Linked DNA regions of Salvelinus alpinus: region 2 is linked to region 1. Evidence: chromatin contacts called from public Hi-C data. All regions are on one chromosome and are shown on one strand. The core of a region is the stretch at or near the end of the contact, and the rest is flanking DNA. Distances in the headings are between cores, read along the strand shown. Region 1 holds the start of macrod1 (mono-ADP ribosylhydrolase 1). Region 2 holds the start of ccdc88b (coiled-coil domain containing 88B).

The links. Hi-C and Micro-C count contacts between places; a contact is called where the count stands out from the background.
Region 2: a Hi-C map of muscle shows a contact between it and region 1, with 7 times the contacts expected there. The contact joins the promoter of ccdc88b here to the promoter of macrod1 in region 1. A contact is called at or near these places in 2 of 3 Hi-C or Micro-C datasets (muscle and red muscle).

Annotation. Positions count from the first base shown.
Region 1 is chr4:84,444,950-84,449,398 of SLU_Salpinus.1, reverse strand. It overlaps macrod1 (mono-ADP ribosylhydrolase 1), which reads right to left and starts at 2,902. Exons shown (of 10, transcript XM_071399318.1): 1 at 1,904-2,902; 2 at 1,462-1,569; 3 at 919-1,029. The coding sequence starts at 2,378.
Region 2 is chr4:84,606,946-84,611,631 of SLU_Salpinus.1, reverse strand. ccdc88b (coiled-coil domain containing 88B) reads left to right here and starts at 2,417. Exons shown (of 28, transcript XM_071399322.1): 1 at 2,417-2,599. The coding sequence starts at 2,540. It overlaps LOC139572655 (RDS/peripherin-like protein xRDS35), which reads left to right. Exons shown (of 6, transcript XM_071395333.1): 5 at 112-273; 6 at 652-714. The coding sequence ends at 714.

The DNA.
Region 1 (4,449 bases), core at 1,653-4,152:
TACTAGTCATGTTATGTTATTACTAGTAATGTTATTACTACATGTGATTCTGTTATTTTTAAGTAATGTTATTACTAGGTAATGTTATTACTAGTCATGTTATTACTAAGTAATGCTATGTTATTACTAAGTAATATTATTACTAGTCGTGTTATGGTCCCGTGTGGCTCAGTTGGTAGAGCATGGCGCTTGCAACGCCAGGGTTGTGGGTTCATTCCCCACGGGGGGACCAGGATGAATATGTATGAACTTTCCAATTTGTAAGTCGCTCTGGACAAGAGCGTCTGCTAAATGACTTAAATGTAAATGTAAATGTTATGTTATTACTAAGTAATGCTATGTTATTACTAAGTAATATTATTACTAGTCATGTTATGTTATTACTAAGTAATATTATTACTAGTCATGTTATGTTATTACTAAGTAATGTTATGTTATTACTAGTCATGTTATGTTATTACTAAGTAATGTTATTACTAGTCATGTTATGTTATTACTAGTCATGCTATGTTATTACTAAGTAATATTATTACTAGTCATGTTATGTTATTACTAAGTAATGCTATTACTACATGTGATTCTGTTATTTTTAAGTAATGTTATTACTACAAGTTAAAGCTGGAATCCTTAAATGGTGAAACAGCCACGTCCGTTTGCGATATTACAACAAATAAGTTACTGTAAACAACCAACACAGCTTTTTGCCCTCTGACATCATTGCATGTGCAATAGAAGAGCACAATATGTACTGCAATTTATTTACCATGATGCATGACACTCCTCCGCTCAGAAACAACAACTACAACAGCGGTGGTGGGGTGGGCCAATGGCGTCATTGCCCCTACTGCAAATTCCATCTTTAAGTTATGTTATTTCTATAATGTTATGTTAATATTAGCTAGGTTACTATATGATCACCTGCATTGACGATCCCATCAATCTCCAGTTTGGTGATGTCACCGCTGAACAGGGAGATCTTCTTGTCCAGAGCTTCGTTCCTCTTGAATTTGGTTGCCTTGACTGAATCACCTTGGAGACAGATGAACACCTGCTTCTGTCAACACTGTTAATAAGAACACTGTAATATTAACCTGCGTTTACTGTTTATGTTGTCGTTCCAGAATATCTATAGTGGACGCTCAGCGATGCTGCTCTCCAGTGTCTCACAGCTGTAGTCCTGGGGCCCGATAGGCCTACTAACCTAGCATTAACTAAATGACAGTGTGTAGTCCTGGGGCCCGATAGGCCTACTAACCTAGCATTAACTAAATGACAGTGTGTAGTGCTGGGCTGGACCAAACACATGTAAACCTGTGTTGTGGGACCCCAGACGGGAGTTGAGAAACAACAAGGTTTTAGAGCAGATGGAATGGCATGGAAACCATGCGTTTGATACCATTCCACTGACTCCGCTCCAGCCATTACCACAAACCCATTCTCCCCAATTAAGGTGCCACCAACCTCTGTCCACTAGTGACTTGGCGGTCCACACAGGCACCTCCTCCAGGGACAGGTAGGTAGTCCTGTAGTGCTTCCTTCTCTCCCCCTGACTCATATGGAGCAAGGCAGCTAAGGAAGAGGAGAGGGACAGAGAGTTGATGATTATGATCATTCCACTAATCAATGTGGGTAATGTAGGGACAACATAGTGAAAAGGGAAATTACAAATGAAAAGCTGTAATGCACTAATGACTTGGTAGTAACCTAGTACCACATAAGGCCACGATGAGCCACTTGAACCTTTGAGTTGGCGCCTAATTTTTTTCTATTGCAATTTAGGCCACACAGCTTTGACAACTTTACTTTTCACATGCAACAGGTCCTGTTGAGCAACCAAATTCTCAACATGAGCACCTATAGATTCCCACCCACACTCCCTGACTGTGTCTGTCTGCAAACTTACCCTTCACCTCGTTCCAGTCGCCTTTGGCTGAGTCAAGGTCTAGCCGCTCCAATCCCGTCGCCATGGCGAGATGGGCACTTGCGTGCAGGGACACGACCGCGGTGGTCACCCCAAGCGCGGCGAGGGCGATCCGGTACAACGAACCGTACTTTCCCCCGGAGGTCGAGGCCTTGTTTTGCCCCTGAAACGACTCAAACGACTTCGCGGCAGCTGTAGTTGTTGAAAACTTCTCCACACGGTTTGCAAAATGAATACCCCCTTGGTTCAGAATGGCCTTGCACTTTGCAGGGCTGGAGTTCGCCGAACTCTGCCCACTTCGCACCAGCGAATACACCTGACGATTTGCAACACCGAAAATGTTTCTAAATTTGGAGCACACACCGATATCACTAGTATGAAAGTCACCACTACGACAGCGGGAAAATGGACATATGGCTCTGATACGCGAAGAGACAGTTGACATTTGAAATGCCATGCTGTGAGTGTGATCCTGAAGTCAATCCGACACAGAACTCCGGTGTGTTTTTCAGTTCGGTAGTTAGTTTCGTTTTCGTTATTTAAAGCGCCTTTATCCAGTTTGAATATAGGGGAAGAAATACTTGGCCATTTTGTTGTAAACAATGACGCATGGATTGTACCAAATGGGAGGGGAGTTATATGACCTATATAGAGTATGACCATAAGGAAAGTATGTATTGTTGTATTGCTATAAAACACCTTGCAAGTTGAGTATAAAAAAAATAATTATTCAACAAATTAACCATCACCGTTCACTCGAATTATCAACGCTGTATGTGGATATACAGTATGGTAGGAGTTCAGTGTTTTATTTATTTTGTGAATTTTTCTCCCAATTTTCGTGATATCTAATTGGTAATTACGATCTTGTTTCATCGCTGCAACTCCCCAACGGGCTCGGGAGAGGTGAAGGTCATCCGAAACACGATCCGCTAAGACGCGCTGCTTTTACACACCGCTCGCTTAACCCGGAAGCCAGTCGCCCACCGTGTCAGGGGCTCTGTGTTGAGCTGATCGAGTTTACTGTTTCTCTGTCTGTCTTTCACCACCCTCTACTGGCCAACAGCTAGAATTACATCTTACTCTGTAACGTAATTTGTAGCCTAATTACAGCTAGTGTACTGTTTGTAACTACCCTGGTAGGTTGACTGATAACCTGAACCAGATTGCAGGCACTGGTTACAGTTTGAAGTTTTTTCTTGAGTGGGCAGCTTGATGAACGCCAGTCAATATTTAAATCACCCAGAAAATATACTTCTCTGTTGATATCACATACATTATCAAGCATTTCACACATATTATCCAGATAATGACTGTTAGCACTTGGTGGTCTGTAGCAGCTTCCCACAAGAATGGGCTTTAAGCAGATGAACCTGTAGCCATATTACTCCAACATTATTTAACATTAGATCGTCTCTAAGCTTTACAGGAATGCGGTTCTGGACATAGACTGCAACACCGCCTCCTCAGGCATTTCTGTATATTCGGTAGATGTTATAACCATGTATTGCTACCACTGTATCATCAAAGGTATTATCCAAGTGAATTTCAGAGATAGTCAGAATATGAATGTCATCTGTTACAAGCAAGTTATTGGCTTCATGGCGCTTGTTTCTTAGGCTACATATGTTAATATGGGCTATTTTTAGCACTTTTTGGGGTTGCTTGATTGTTTTCAATGCTTTACTGGGAAGCTTATCAGAGGTAGACTTACTCATGTTATTTATATTGGAGCTGATAGTGCAGGGTGAGCTGCACAAAGTGATCTTCCTACTATTGCACACTGCCTCAGTGTTAACAGTGTAGCTCTAAATCATAGGCTCGTGATTACTGCATACAATAGCTGAAGGATAAACAGAAGCATTCGGTGCAGTTAGGGATACATAAATTAAATTACTGACATTGTGTTTGTCAATGTACCTAGGATCATGTACATTTAATGCAGCATTATGACGACTCATTGTCACAATGGTAGTGATTAACTGAGCTGGTCTTGGATCATTTACCAGTCATTGTTACAACGCAGCCTTGAAATGTGTGGACAGAGTCCAGGAGCCAAGATGATTTGGATGGACTCCGTCATTTCTGTAGAGTATCTTCTGTTTCCAGAAGGTGTCAAAGTTATCTATAAAAGTAACTCCAGCAGAGCCACAGTAGTCTTTTACGGGTTGCTGCTGCTACTCTCTGTTTATCATATATGCATAGTCACTTTAACGATACATTAATGTACATACTACCTCAATTGGGGCGACCAACCAGTGCTCCCGCACATTGGCTAACCGGGCTATCTGCATTGTGTCCCGCCAACCACCCACCAACCCCTCTTTTACGCTACTGCTACTCTCTGTTCATCATAAATGCATAACTTTAACCATATCTACATACTACCTCAATCAGCCTGACTAACCAGTGTCTGTATGTAGCCTCGCTACTTTTATAGCCTCGCTACTGTATATAGCCTGTCTTTTTACTGTTGGTTAGAGCCTGTAAGTAAGCATTTCACTGTAAGGTACCTGTTGTATTCGGTG
Region 2 (4,686 bases), core at 1,168-3,667, 160 kb before region 1:
GGTGATTTTGTTACCATCAACCTCTACCCCTGTGATAAGGTGGCTTTAGATATACATTTTGTAACCTTGGCTTTGAGTTGAACCTTGACCCCTGTAACGTCATCTCCACAGATATCAGTGTTGGTGAGCCTGCGGTACCTGCAGACGTCTCTGGAGGGCGTGGACCCGGAGAACCCCGAAGCTGACAGCCAGGGCTACATCCTGGCGAAGGGGGTTAAGGAGACCCTGATGGATGTCAAGACCACTGTGTTCAAACTGCTGCAGTTCGGACAGGTAGTGAACTACAGTACCCATAACGCTCTGTGAAACATATCAGGGGTGTGTTCAGGGACGTGGAACGCTCTAAATGTTGCAGATAGAAGGAGAATAAAGTGGAAATTACAAACTTTAGAAGCCTTTTTAAAACTCAAATACACTACAAGGTTGCATTTCCTGCAGTGCAGGAAAATTCTCAGCAACAAAAGAGTAATAAAATGAAGATCCTACATCTGTACCTGTCCTACACAAAACATTTATATCTTAACATTCTGTAAAAATACATCCTCCTGATCAGACCGTCAGTGTTGTATGATGTACTACAGTACCCGCAATGCTTTGGGTGATGCATTTGGTTGTATCTCACTAACGTGTCCCGTCTCTTTATCAATACAGGTGGAAGCAGGTGACGAGGCAGACGCTGGGGCGGACGGCGAGAAGGCAGCCACGTCCAGCTAGATGAAAGATAATATATAACCATATATGGGTTTGAGAAGGGGAGTTAGGCTGCTTTGTCACGTGACATGGTGGTCTTGCCTGTCACCAGGCTAATGGTGGGCTAGCTAGCGCTCTGTGTTGGGTTTGACACAGGCACTGATCTTTTTGGCTTGATTTATACTGCAACAATGTATGAGCACTAAAATACATAGGGAATCTTATCATGAATCTTATTTTATCATGCTCCGCACAGACTAGACATGACAAGATCTAACAATCCAGAGGTTTTTTAATTTGACAGAATTTGTAATTATAATCTTTGAGACACAATGTTGTGTCCTGTTGCTCCTGATGGACAATACATCAAGTTGAGGGGGAGGGTGATGTTTCATGTGGTGGAGAACAATCAAAGTCAAACTACTGAAAGGCACCCAAGAACACACACATACATTTTGTAAATATACAAAAACAATATTCACATACTGGTACATGAGTAAATGAAAAATCACACACACTTTGAAGTAAACTGATGTTCTGATCTTTGATTCGGATCAGACAAAATCTAAATCACACAGGTAACAACTTAATAATACAAACATTCACCCCGTGTGAAGAAGGCCTACAGTCAATTGAATGCTGGACTGGCTATAGAGTTTGTTAACGCACTGCTAAGTAACATGTGAAGTTGGCATCTGGCATTGAGTATATTAAAGATAGTTGCTTTTAATGGATTTGCGGAGTTGAGTCCTTTTGTACTAGATAAACATTCAACTGAGTTGGGTTATTTCAGTTCACCCAGAGGTATAGGATGATGATGTGTGTAATGACTGAAAGTGATGCCAGTGATACAGTAGGCCTAAGCTACTGTAGGTTTATGACAGTATGGAGAGGAGTGACTGTATAATGTAATCTGGGCTGCTAGGTATACTCAGACAGCTCTCATAACACCTTCATAATCCTATTTAGCTAATCTATATGCTACTGCTACAACAGTTCTCTGCACAGCAACAGGAACACTCGGGATGTATGACTATCAAACATACCACAACAATGGACAGGGTTAGGAGAAAGTTCACGTCAAAGTGTGGTCATGTAGAAAGTTGTAATTACATTTTCCATTGTGTTTTGACAACAACAAAAAAGAAATGTCGAGTGCATTATAAACGTGCACTATCTTACACATAGCAAACATGTCTTAATTTGTAGTGGCTGTTTATTTTGTTCCTTTGTCAAATGGTTCATTCACTCTGATCTGTGTTTAAAGACAATGTTCACTCAACATCTTTATTTGATAAGTAGGATGTTCATAGATAGTAGACTACCGAAATGTACACCATAATTCCACCAGGGTTCGCCATTGCATTACACCTGAAAGCGCAACGAACTCACGTCCTACTGAATTTACCATTTCGAAATTGTTTAGAGTATATCTTGATCAAACTGATGCATAGGCTACAAACAACTGCATTGTAATATAAACATTGTTACAAACGTCTAGGCAAGGAACCACTGTGCGCACAAAGTAGTCTAATATTTTCCATCCATCTCAAACCACCTATTCATTTGTCATTGAGCGACTTTGTTTTCTGGAAACACTCACTGGTAAAGGTGGTGATTGTTCCGGGTAGGCCTAAAGCACTAATGAAATGTGTTCGTTAAGAAATTCCGGTGTGGTTTTGCAATGTGCTCACCGCCAGCACTAACTGAAAAAGTGAGATAGAGGAAGAGAGAGGGAGAGGAACTGAAATGACGAACACAGAATGGATTCAGTAAAATTGCTTTACTAATGTAGGATATATTTTATTTATATTTTTTATAGAAGTTTGTAAATTATTTATGCGACACCATGGACTCTAACATAATGGACATTCTAGAAGAATTCATGGAAAGTGCGTTGGTGACTTGGGTATGTGTCAAAGCTTATTTAAATCACTTTCAGATGCTATAGTAGTAGGCCGAGATATACGTGATGATAGTCTTTTATAAAACATCAAAACACATAGCCTATTGCTGTTGTTTTGTTTTTATGGAGTATCAATACATACAAATCCTGTAAATAAACGATGTGTAAATGTTTAAAAAAAACACACATATAAATTATGCATTTTATAAATAATGTATAACTCTTTATTTACAAAAGTTAAAACAATACGAATGGGTTGAACTTGAATCAGATGTAAATGCTTGTCATAACTTTTGTTACATGAACAGGACAGCAAACACTTAGTTCTTAAACTTCTCCTTTTCACAGCTTTCTCTACAATGGCTCATAGAATGTATCTTGTTGTTTTACCTTATATCTGTGACTTCCTATTCCCTTTCTTATTATCTTTCTCAGTAAAATATGACCATCTCGGGTTTCATTGATCTACACCACATATTCCAGATAACAGTTTTCTCTGTTTGCAGTGATCCCCTTATGGACTCCATATCAATTGTTTAGGTTGCACAGTGCCTTCGGAATGTGTTCAGTCCCCTTGACTTTTACTGCATTTTGTTACGTTACAGCCTTATTCTAAAATGGAATAAATCGTTTTCCCCCCTCATCAATCTACACACAATACTCCATAATGACAAAGCAAAAACTGGTTTTTAGAAATTCTTGCTAATTTATAAAAAATCAAAAACATATTTACGTAAGTATTCAGACCCTTTACTCACTATTTTGTTGAAGCACCTTTGGCAGCGATTACAACATCGAGTCTTCTTGGGTGTGACGCTACAAGCTTGGCACAACTGTATTTGGGGAGATTCTCCCATTCTTCTCTGCAGATCCTCTCAAGCTCTGTCAGGTTGGATGGGGAGCGTCGCTGTACAGCTATTTCCAGGTCTCTCCAGAGATGTTCGATCGGGTTCAAGTCCGGGCTCTGGCTGGACCACTCAAGGACATTCAGAGACTTGTCCCGAAGCCACTCGCGCGTTGTCTTGGCTGTGTGCTTAGGGTCGTTGTCCTGTTGGAAGATCAACCTTCACCCCAGTCTGAGGTCTTGAGCACTCTGGAGCAGGTTTTCATCAAGGATCTCTCTGTACTTTGCTCCGTTCATCTTTACCTCGATCCTGACTAGTCTCCCAGTCCCTGCCACTGAAAAACATCCCCACAGCATGATGCTGCCACCACCATGCTTCACTGTAGGGATGGTGCCAGGTTTCCTCCAGACGTGACGCTTGGCATTCAGGCCAAAGAGTTCAATCTTGGTTTCATCAGAGCAGAGAATCTTGTTTCTCATGGTCTGAGAGTCTTTAGGTGCTTTTTGGCAAACTCTAAGCGGGTTGTCATGTGCCTTTTACTGAGGAGTGGCTTCCATCTGGCCACTCTACCATAAAGGCCTGATTGGTGGAGTGCTGCAGAGATGTTTGTCCTTCTGGAAGGTTCTCCCATCTCCACAGAGGAACTCTGAAGCTCTGTCAGAGTGACCATTAGGTTCTTGGTCACCTCCCTGACCAAGGCCCTTCTCCCCCGATTGCGCAGTTTGGCAAGGCGGCCAGCTCTAGAAAGAGTCTTGATGGTTCCAAACTACTTCCATTTAAGAATGATGGAGGCCACTGTGTTCTCGGGGACCTTCAATGCTGCAGAAATGTTTTGGTACCCTTCCCCAGATCTGTGCCTCAACACAATCCTGTCTCTGAGGTCTACGGACAATTCCTTTGCCCTCATGGCTTGGTTTTTGCTCAGACCACTGTCAATTGTGGGACCTTATATAGACAGGTGTGTGCCTTTCCAAATCATGTCCAATCAATTGAATTTACCACAGGTGGACTCCAACCAAATTGTATAAACATCTCAAGGGCAATCAAAGGAAACAGGATGCACCTGAGCTCAATTTCTCATAGCAAAGGGTCTGAATACTTATTTAAATAAGGTATTTCTGTTTTTTATTTGTAATATATTTGTAAACATTTCAAAATACCTGTTTTCGTTTGTCATTATGTGGTATTGTGGGTAGATTAGGATTTTTATTTATTTAATCAATTTTAGAATAAGGCTGTAACGTA